2 separate regions of the Ovis aries genome follow, and region 1 is linked to region 2. The links are chromatin contacts, called in public Hi-C maps. All regions are on one chromosome and are shown on one strand. Each heading gives the region's core, a stretch centred on a gene start, on an enhancer-like site or on the middle of the called end of the contact. The rest is flanking DNA. Distances are from core to core; before and after follow the strand shown.

What was found. A called contact is a pair of places that touch in the nucleus more often than the background predicts.
Region 1: a contact with region 2 is called in a Hi-C map of mesenteric adipose tissue, with 2.0 times the contacts expected there. The contact joins the promoter of BCL2 here to the enhancer-like site in region 2. A contact is called at or near these places in 3 of 16 Hi-C or Micro-C datasets (blood, mesenteric adipose tissue and retroperitoneal adipose tissue).

The regions. Positions count from the first base shown.
Region 1 is chr23:61,898,672-61,904,323 of ARS-UI_Ramb_v3.0, reverse strand. It overlaps BCL2 (BCL2 apoptosis regulator), which reads left to right and starts at 2,281. Exons shown (of 2, transcript XM_012103831.5): 1 at 2,281-3,920. The coding sequence starts at 3,366.
Region 2 is chr23:61,812,262-61,817,285 of ARS-UI_Ramb_v3.0, reverse strand. The region is part of intron 1 of BCL2 (BCL2 apoptosis regulator); the gene reads left to right. Among named protein-coding and RNA genes, the nearest start is that of BCL2, 87 kb to the left of the region's middle. Within about 2 kb of position 3,510, at least 16 of the 54 cell types and tissues checked have an H3K27ac peak or open chromatin away from gene starts, as enhancers often do.

The sequences.
Region 1 (5,652 bases), core at 1,032-3,531, 88 kb before region 2:
GGCAGGAGGACAGCCTGGTTCCAGCTCTGGCCTCTCGCTTCCTCGCTCGCATGCTGGGTCGCAAGCACTGCGGCTTTTGGTTCCTCCTAAGTAACTTCAGGAGTTAAGGCAAGTTCCGAGAAGACCCCTAACCAGGACGGGTGGCCTCCGCTTGGCTTTCCTCTGTTTCGGTGAGAACAGATCTCCAGGCCACTGCACCTGGCTGTCACTGCCGTGGGGCAAAGGTGGCGGTCCCAGCAGCTGGAAACAGGAAGGGACATTTCCTTCACTCCATGCCTGGATGAGACATTTGTACCAGGTACACATTCCTACAAGCAAGAGGTGGGCTGGCATGTTGGCTGACTGGCTCTGATAAATGAAGAAATGAAAGTAATTTGCTGTGCTTATTTTCCTGAAGAATGAATGTGTTGATTCTAGTCTAAGAAGGAGACCAAGTACAGTTTGAGGTGTGCGTGTGGACAGGGCAGTAGTCAGCCTTGCATTCCTCGCCCACACAAAGGGCGCTCCCGGAAGTTCCACTTGAGCCCCATCAGGTGTTCGTCACTGTGTGTGCGCGACTCTGCAACCCACCCCATGGGCTGTAGGCCGCCAGGCCCGTCCGTCCATGGAGTTCTCCAGGCGAGAATACTGGCGTGGGTGACCATTCCCTTTTCCATGGGATCTGCCTGACCTAGGGGTGGAGCCCTGGTCTCCCTGCATCGCAGGCAGACCCTTTACCGCCTGAGCCACCAGGGAAGCCCAGTTAACTAAGCCGCGGTGCTATTAGTAAACGTTTTCCCGGCGCTCCGTCAAAGACTTTTAGAAATAAAAATACGCGCATGCGACTTGTCTGCCCTCTGTGCTCTTTTTCCGGAGGCCATTTGTACTGATGAACTTTAAAAATGTTTACGTATATGAAATGTATACGTATGACTGTGTATAAAAGCATTAAAACTGTGCGCACATGGTGTCTATGTAGGCTGGTGTATGTGTAGGTAACTCGACAAGGTGCGGGCGTCTAGAGCTGAGTGCTGGACGACCGCGGAGGCCTTTAGAAACCCACCCGCCCCGACTGCGGGGCTGCGGGCCTGAAAGTGCCCGGTAGCCCCCGCGGCTCCTAACCCAGGGCCGGAATGGTTGGGAGCGAGGAAAAAAGAATCTGCCTGCGATGCCGGAGAGCTGGGTTCGATCCCTGGGTCAGGGAGATCCCCTGGAGAAGGGACAGCCTTGTTGCCCGGAGAATCCCACGGACAGGGGAGCCCGCGGGCCGCAGTCCCCGGGGCCGCGGAGCCCCCCGCCACCACTCGCCCCGGACAGCGCTCGGCCGCCCGGGCCGGCCGGCCGCGAGCCCCGGGAGCCGCGTCCAGCCTGGGCCCGGGTGCGGTCTCCGAAGCGCGCGCTCTGCGTGGACAGCCAGGAAGCAGCTGCAAGGCAGCGCGAGGCTCGCGGCTGCCCTCGCGGAGGCGCGCGCGGCGTGGCCTCTCCTCTCGGGGGCCGGCGCCGAGGCCCCCGCCCGGGGTCAGCATCGGCCGAGGGTGGACCCCGCGTGCGGGACGCGCGCTCACGCCACGCGCGCGCCCGCGCCGAGGAAGGGGCGCCGCGGCTCCCGGCGCCCGTTTTCTCGGGGTCCCCCCCGCCCCCCGCCCCGCGCCTCCGCCGCCCGGCAGCCGCCCCCCCGCCGCGGGCGGTTCCCCGGGCGCCCCCGGCCCCTCGCGGGCCCCGGAGACCCCGAGCGCGCGCCCGGCCGCCGCAGGCCCGAGGAGGCCCCTCGCCGCCGCCCGCGCCGCCCGCGCCCCCCACCCCGGCCGGGCGCGCGGCGCGGGCCCCCCGAGCCCCCGGCCCCGCGGCCCCCGCCCGCAGAGCCCCCGGCGGGGCGCGCTCCGCGCCGGCCGCGGCGCCTTTAACCCGGCCGGGGGGGGCGGCTCCGGGGAGGGCCCGTCCTTTCTTCTTTTTTTGAATGAACCGTGTGACGCACGCACAGGAAACCGGGCGGTTCGAGCGGAGAATGAAGTCAGAGGCCGGGCCCCCCGCGCCGCCCCCTTCCTCCCGCCGCCCCGCCCCGCGCCCGGTCCCCCCGCCGCCGCGAAGGTGCGGGCGCCGGGCCCCCCCCGGGCGGCGTCCTCGGCCGGAGCGCGCGGCGCGGGGGCGGGGAGAGGGTGCGCGGCCCGGAGGCGGGGTGCGCCGGTGGGGTGCAGCGGAAGAGGGGTCCGGGGGGGGAGAACTTCGGAGCAGTCATCCCTTTTTAGGAAAAGAGGGGAAAAAAAAAAAAAATAAAGCCCTCCCCCGCCAGCGCCGCCTCCCACCCTCGCGGCACCACACACAGCGCGGGCTCCTCGCGCTCGGCACCGCGGGGCCGGCGCGGCCAGCCTGCGTCTATCGGCAGCTCTTCGGAAAATGCCTTGGCCGTTCGGAGTTTGATCCGGAGAGGATCCCCGCCCGCGTCCGCCGCTCGCCCGCCGGCTCCGGCCCGGTGTTTTCTCCCCGGGGAGGCGTGAGGCGGCCCCGCGGACACAGACCCATGTGTGTGCCCGCGCGTGTGTGCGCGCGTGAAAATTGCCGAGAAGGGGAAAAATCACAGGACTTCTGCAAATACCGACTGAGAAATGGTAATTCATCCGCCGCCGCCGCTGCCTTCCGTTTGCTCGTGCTCTTGAGATCTCCGGTTGGGATTCCTACAGATTGACATTTCTGTGAAGAAGTCTAGGAATCAAACTGGAAATTCTCCTAAATTTTTGCACCCCCCTCCCCCAACTCCTGATTCATTGGGAAGTTTTCAGAGCAGCTCTAACTGGAGAGTTCTGAAGATTGATGGAATCTTTTTGCCTTTTCATTTGTTTTCACAAAAAAGGAAACTTCACAGAGGATCATGCTGTCCTTGAAAAATACCAGTAAGTTCTTTGCACAGGAAATTGGTTTAATGTAACTGTCAGTGGGAACCTTTGCGATTTTCACTTTAAGTGCATTGGAGTAAGTTTAAATTTCCAGGCAGTGTAATATATTCTTCTCAGCGTGTAACTTGTAGTGTGTGTGTGCCCTGCTTTCAACCAGCGTGCAGAGGGAAACGCACCTGATTTTGACTGATTAGTTTTTTTAACCTTTCAGCATCACGGAGGAGGTGGACTGATATTAACAGTAATTAATAATGTGCCTCATGAAATAAAGATCCGAAGGGGATTTAAGTAAAAATTTCCAGGATCTCATGCCAAGAGGGAAACACCAGAATCAAGTGTTCCGCGTGGTTGAAGACACCCCCTCTTCCAGGAATGCAAAGCACACCCAATGAAATAGCTGGGTTGTAACTCTTCCCCCCATCTGCGGGGCCGTGGGGCGGGCAGCGGGGGGCGAGAGGTGCTGCGGGGGCCCGGCTGCCCTCCCGCGGCGGAAGGATGGCGCACGCGGGGGGCACAGGCTACGATAACCGCGAGATCGTGATGAAGTACATCCACTACAAGCTGTCGCAGCGGGGCTACGAGTGGGAAGCCGGAGCCGCGGGCGCCGCGCCCCCCGGGGCCGCCCCCGCGCCGGGCATCCTGTCCTCGCAGCCCGGCCGCGCGCCCGCGCCCTCCAGGACCTCCCCGCCGCCGCCCCCGGCCGCCGCCGCCGGGCCTGCGCCCAGCCCGGTGCCACCTGTGGTCCACCTGACCCTGCGCCAGGCCGGCGATGACTTCTCTCGGCGCTACCGCCGCGACTTCGCCGAGATGTCCAGCCAGCTGCACCTGACGCCCTTCACCGCGAGGGGACGCTTCGCCACGGTGGTGGAGGAGCTCTTCAGGGACGGGGTGAACTGGGGGCGCATCGTGGCCTTCTTTGAGTTCGGAGGGGTCATGTGTGTGGAGAGCGTCAACCGGGAGATGTCGCCCCTGGTGGACAGCATCGCCCTGTGGATGACCGAGTACCTGAACCGGCACCTGCACGCCTGGATCCAGGACAACGGAGGCTGGGTAGGTGCTCGTCTGGGTGTGAGCCTGAGCCGGCGGTCCGAGTGGCGGGGTGTGGCTGGGCCCAGGGTCAAGGGCAGGCCAGTGGAGTGGAGCCAGGTGTGTGGTCTCCCTTTCTCTTCCCCTGCAGAGAGCTCTCCCTGCCGGCCCCACCGCGATCACTCCTTCCCCGGAGACATTGCTTCCCTTGCGCCAGCTACTGAGGTCCAAAGATCCAGCCTTTGCTGCTCAGTAGAATTTGGGGATAAAGGGCATCCCTTCGAGGTTACTGAAACTGGGAGTCCAGGGATCCCCATGATCACGGTACCTGGTGGAGTAGCTTATTGAAAAGGAGCATTTCAGGGACAACTCATAAGCTGGATGCCAGGCTGAGTCCTGACTCTCTGCATCAGAAATGAGCTCCCCTGGGGGGGTGGGGGTGGGGGTTCTGCTTTGTCCTAAAATTTGAAAACCACTGATTAGAAGAGCAGACTCCTCTAGAGGCCCAGGAGCCTGCCTTCTCTGACTCACTTGGTAAAATCTACCCAAAGAGGAAAACCAGTGTAGCCCCTTTCCCTAGAAAACCTGGATGATTGTGAAAAGGTTAAGTTGACTTCCAGAGTCTGTTGACACTGACCTCCAATGTGTGCCGCGTTCATAGTGGGCATGACCTTGTGTCTTGAAGAACCCTAGGCTGTGGGCGTTTGTTTCATCACTGACGGGTTTCGCGTTGGCCGCCTGTCTTGTATTCTATTTCTATAACTTGTGTATGATTTAGAAGTTCACTGGAATTTTTAGTGTATTTTATTTTCCACCCTAACCTACAATGCACATCGTTTGGTGGGATCCTCTGTGGGGCAAACTTGCGTCCAGAGTATCTATATAAAGATAGAAGAATTGATTCTTAGCTGTGGATTCTCATGCTGTGACTTTAGTTGAAGTGATTGATGCTTGTATTTTTGAAGAACATCTGTGAGCTGTGTTGTTTTTTTTCCTGGTACTGTTGTGCTAGACGGAGCCTCCGTCACGGCACCATAAAGCTCTTTCTGTGAGCGTGATTCTCTGGGGGAGGGGCACAGCTCATAAGACTGAAGAAGTGTCACTGACATCTACACCTCATATCTGAAATGATCAATTTGTGAAAAAGTGAAAGAGGAATAACTCTGGTTCAAGGTTTTGCAGACTTTTTGTTTTAATCTGAAGAGCTGTCCTGAAAAAGGATGCCATTCAGTGGTTCCTTTTACAGTCGCCAGGAGGATTACTGCTATTACTGTCTTATAGGACCCAACAGGAGCAAAATCCTTAGAAGGCACTACACGTGGGTTCGATTTCAAGAAGCACATTACATAGTTTACAAAGTGTGCACGTACGAGGGGCTGAAAAGAGAAAACCCAAGGAAAGTAGATGCTCCGCGTGACCAAAGCTGGCAAAGCCCTGATGCCGTGTTTAGTGTTTAAGAGTGAAAATCCGCATTCAACCCCTAAAATTTATTAATAAATGCTTTTTGTGAATTGTTTCTTTGAGATACCATATTATCAGATCTTTAGTAATTCTGGAAGAGTTCTGTAGAAGGTGTAAGGAGTATTTTTGTTAAATGTTTGATTAAGTAGCTGGTTTTGTTTGTAACCACTATAACCAAACAGATAGGGACTTCCAGACACCAAAAGGATCATTTTGAGACCAAAGTAAAAGTAACTGAACAGTTTGACTATTACATAACTTTTGTGAAAAAATATTAAAAAATTTTTCTTTCCAG
Region 2 (5,024 bases), core at 2,261-4,760:
ATCACCGAGTCAGACACAACTGAGTGACTAATACCCTCTACTCTCTTTCCTCTGCCAAAGATAAGCGCCGTAGATGGGGAATCAGGAAACTGTGGCCTGTGGGGCGCACCTGGCCGCTTGTTTGTTGAATAAAGTTTTATTGGGACACAGCCGTGCTCATTTGCTTCCAGACTGTCTGTGGATGCTTTCCCATTTTAAAAAGCCCCACAGTTGGGTGGCTATAAAAGAGACCGAATGCCTTCAAATATTTGCTTTCTACACCGTTACTCAAAGTGTCCCAACTCATCAAAGACATCTCTATGACATTTATTTACTCCCTCATTCACTTGCTCAGTAAACACCAACTCCCTTAAAGGCACCGTGAGAAATGTGGAGATGAAGAAAGCGGGGGAGGGTGCGGGAGGGGACGGGCAGACACAGACTGGAGTAAACGGGCCAGACACCCCGCGGCCCTGCCGTGCGGCACAGAGAGCGGCCTGCGCTACCGGGGATAAGCCATAACGGAAAGGATATGGGAAAGAATGCACATCCCTGTGAGCCTGATACATTGCCGAATATCAGAAATTAACACGAGGCTGTAAATACACTGTAGTTGAAATGAATTTTTTAAAACCTGTTGAACGGCAGTGAGGGAGAACAGGCATTTCGCGTCTCTTTCCCAGCCTCATAGGAAATGGAGTGAGCAGTGCTCTTCATCAGAGTCAATGCTCTCCTACTCTTGGTTAGCTAAGTGATTTTATAACAAAGGGTGTTAGATTTTATAATTTTTTTGCATCTCTTGAAATAGCTGTATAATTTTTCTTTTATTCTAGTAAATGGCAAATTAGAATGGTTGATATTTTAAAATCAGTCACTTCAGTTAATCTTGTATATTTTTGGAATAAATAAACTCAGTTTTGAGAATTTTTATTTTTTAAAAGAAAAGAAAACAGTCCTCAATGTCCAGGAACTTTCCACGTATCAGAGACAAGTCATGAACTCAAATTGCCACCTCCTGCAGCACACACACACTAGACAAGAAAGGACTAAGCTTCCGCGTGGCTGAGACGGCGAGCCCCTGCGGGAAGGAAGGGAAGGACAGCGCTCTGCGACCGCGGCCCCCTCTGATTTCCCCGCAGGAACTTCGTGAGAAGGAAGGGTCGCTTCCTTCCTGGAATTTTATAAGTCGTTGTATCCGAAGGGTGGAAATGATTTAGGGTAGTACTTCGTGTCCAGATTTCTTTACCTGGATGTGTATTTCTTCTGGAACTATGGGGATAAATCGTATTTCTAGAAAAATGTTAAAGACTGGAAGGAAGGCTTCCTTCTTCAGAGTGGGAAGACAGAGGGCATTTTCCTTTATCCCTATTCCCTGAAGAAGGTTTTATTAAATGGCCTGGGTCTCTAAGACCCCTCAAATATGAGACGGGTTAAAAACAAGGAAGAGTTGTAGACCCCCGGCCGTGACCAAGCATGACTCATGACTTAGAATGCCAGAGCCAACAGGCGTGAAGGGAGCTTTGGCTGAAGGTTCCAGGCGGATGCCACCTCACCCGGGAAGGTTCCGTGTGGGAAGCCTTCCCGAATCCTCCAGTTGGGATTTTATTTTTATTTATTTGTGTTTGGTTGTGCTGGGTGTCCGTTGCTGGACGCAGGCTTTCTCTCGTTTCGGTGAGTGAGGGCTGCTCTCTACTTGCCACGCGTGGCTGCCCTTGTTGGGGAGCACGGCCTCCAGGCACACGGCTCAGCTGCCTCTTGGCGCGTGGACTTTTCTGGGAGCAGGGATCGAGCTGTCCCCTCTCCACCAGGGAGGCCTCCAGCTGGGATTAGTGTCTGCCTCTTCACCTGTGACTTACTTGAGGGCAAGGTTCCCTTTGTCATGTCTGCGTCACCAAGAGCACCCACTATTTCAGTTTCCCAAATACCTATTGAATTAGTGTGGGTTGAAAGCCCCCTGACGCTGTGTATTCAAAATCTAGGTGGCTGATTTTGGTTAAAGAACCCCAGAATTTCAGCTTTATCTAAAAATGAAACAAGTGAGAATCTTTCCATTCCGCTGCCATCAGAGGATGAAAATGTTGGTTAAACTGTGATCACCCATTCTCTGCATTCGTAACAATTAAGCCACGAGGGTAAGTGCAGCTGATTTAGGTTAGAACACAGCCCTGGGACATTCCACCCCTGAAATCACGGTATTTTGACTGATAAAGTGAGTATGTGCAGTGAGAAAGGTCCTGAAAGAAAGTGATACTGGACCCCATCAGGTCATTTTAATCTCTGGAAGTGCCAAGCCAAAATATTTCACATTTGCTCCCTCTGAATCAGAGGACCCCTGAAGTTAACACCCCGCTCACCCGCCTCCTGGCTCCGCCTTCCCGTTACCAAGGAGCCCAGGACCCGTTTTCTCAGTAACCGGGGTGCCAATCGACCCCGGGGTGTCCCCGGGGAAAGACCGGAAGACCAACACATGTTCTGGAAGCTCAGCTTGCTCGTCCCTCCCCCCTCCCCACCCCAAGCCCTCAGAGGAGAACCCAGCCCTTGTGCAGGATCACACTTGAGGGCATTTAATGGGCAGACAGGCAAGGTCACTGCAGAGGCACGCCGTGCTGCCTTCCATCAAAACCGTCGGAGACAGCACAGACTCTCCTGCCTCCTTTAAGGCCCACCGTGCCTTTATGAATGGGCCTGCTTCTCATTCGCTCTCCCTGTCGGTACCAGGGGTCGGGGCATTGCCTCCAAAACGGGGAGAGAACGCCGGGCATGCACACGAGAGCTGGCGGCACGCAGAATCGTGCCAGCCGGTCGTCGCCGACCCGCCTCCTCACGGTCCCCCGGGGGTTCTGCCTGAGCTTTTCTGATCTGTAGCAATCCCTTTGAAGGCCTACCAACGCTCAGGTGAGATGAAATGACTGATTACCCTGAAGTTCTGTCTGCACTGGAGTCTTTCTGAGCGGCTGCCGATTCCGGCCCGTTGCAAGCATTCGGTGGCTTGAATCCACGGTTTCTGCCCACATCACCGCATTCCTGGGATGCCTTTCTCTGGGCCTTCGCAAGATCATCTGACAGCCGCCTGTGAGGTCAATGAACTTTATACATAATTAAGCCTTGGCAGTTAGGAGAATTAATTTTTTTTTCTCCCCCAAAAGCGGAGAAACAGGACGCGTTATGTGGCCCTCCAGTTACTGAGTAAAAGTTCTCCAGAGTCATCAGGCTGGTCTCACATGATTTAATGCTGAACCGAATACGAGAGTGCCTGCATCCTCTACTGGGCCCCACGGAACACTCACCACCCACACTGTTTATTCAGACTCGGATCTGGGCCATTTGGGGTTTAAGCCAGAAGAAAGGGGGAAAAAATCCAACCCTGGAATGAACGCTTTTGAAACTCTGTATTCTTGATGAAACGCAGCCAAGGAGTCTTTAAAAAATTCTATTTAAAATCAATTACTGGGATCATATTTTCATTACAATGGATTGTTAGCAACAACTAATTTTCGTGTTTCCATCCAACTCTGGGCTCTAGGCTGGGGCTGGAATAGTCGCTCTGTTTTCCTGGGTATCTGATGCCACCACCCAGCTATGCATGGGTATTGGGCAACTCTGACCAGCAGCTTTCCATAAAACAACAAGGAAAGGTGTGAGGAGGCAAGGAATCGCATGAAAACAAGCCTGGAGGAGTGCAGCAAGCGTGCTCCCCGGGGGAGGGGCGGGGGGGGGAAAATACTACCGGAGAGAGAGAGAAAGCAAGGGCAGGACCGGCTACCCTGGGGACTCGGACACCAGCACCGCCGCTCAGGACTGCAAAGATGCCGTCTCGGATGGGTCAGGCCTCCAGAGAGGATTCTGGAAGCTGCCTGGGTTACCCACCCTGCTCTGTGGCAGCTCGCACCGTCGGGAGATGCTTACTTCTTTGCAGCCTGCCCTGTGCACGTGTGCTGCTTTTGGGGCGGCGGGGCGCCGGGCGCGCGTCGCTCTGAGGGCGGGCGGGGCCTGCGAGTTGCTGCTTCTGGAAGCTACGATGGGATCGCCGCATCCACAGCGGTCCCAGGGCCCGAGGGTGCGGCTGCACCGTGGGCAGCGTGGAGCAGCCTTACCGAGACTGCAGACAGCAGTGCCGTTGCCGCCTCCCGGGCGTTGCGTGTGTCACCAGGAGGGGACGTCGCGGCCGCGTGGCCAGGAATGAGCCTCACACCCACGTGCCAGCGTTAAGGACCACTCTTGGATTTTAAGAGGTCCTGTTTTTAAGGAAAAACTCTTGAAAACCGGGAAGGACTCTAGAATTTCCCTGGCCTCAAGATGGTGGCTCAGCCCCGCAGTTTCTTGGAAGAGCAGGGGCTGAAGGTCAGCGCGGGGGTCACCGCTGGACCCGGGCGGCCGGCCCGCTGGAGGCCCGGGGCCGAGGGACGTCCTCCGAGAGGCCTGAGGTCACCGTTCTCACTTCCCCCGGCCCCTTCGCTTCCTCGGCAGATGCGCCGGGGACAGCAGCAGCCCCGCGAGGGAGTTCCAGACTCATTGAGAAGTCGTCAGATGACCGGGGCAGCGCGGCTCCTTCCCTTTTTTAATCAGGTTATGTCATCGCCCTGCTCGGGCTGCGGTTTGTTCCAGGGGGAAGAGGTGGCCTTCCCCTTCATCCGCCCACCCTCCTTTGCACCAGGTTCCAGTTCCCTGTGTGGGTCAATCACTGGATGAGTGGGGTGAGCGCTGCGATCTCACGGTGAGGGATTTGAGCCCACAGACTCCGAAGCCCTGTGCCCACCACGCCCGGCCCGCCTCTCATCCCCTGTGCAGTGATCACTTGCCTTAGGGCCCCTCGGAGCCCATGGTAACGTCTAGGCAAGAGGACGAGTGGGTTGCCATTTCCCTCTCCAGGGAATGTTCCCGACCCAGGGATCCAACGAGTCTCCTGCATCGGTGTAGATGCAGACATGGGTTTGGGGGTCGCACGGGACAGACACTGACCCCTAGATGTTGCTGACTTGTTCCCAGCTTACACTTCCAGAACCATGTATGATAGTTCTTGCTGACACTACCTTCTCCAAAGCTGG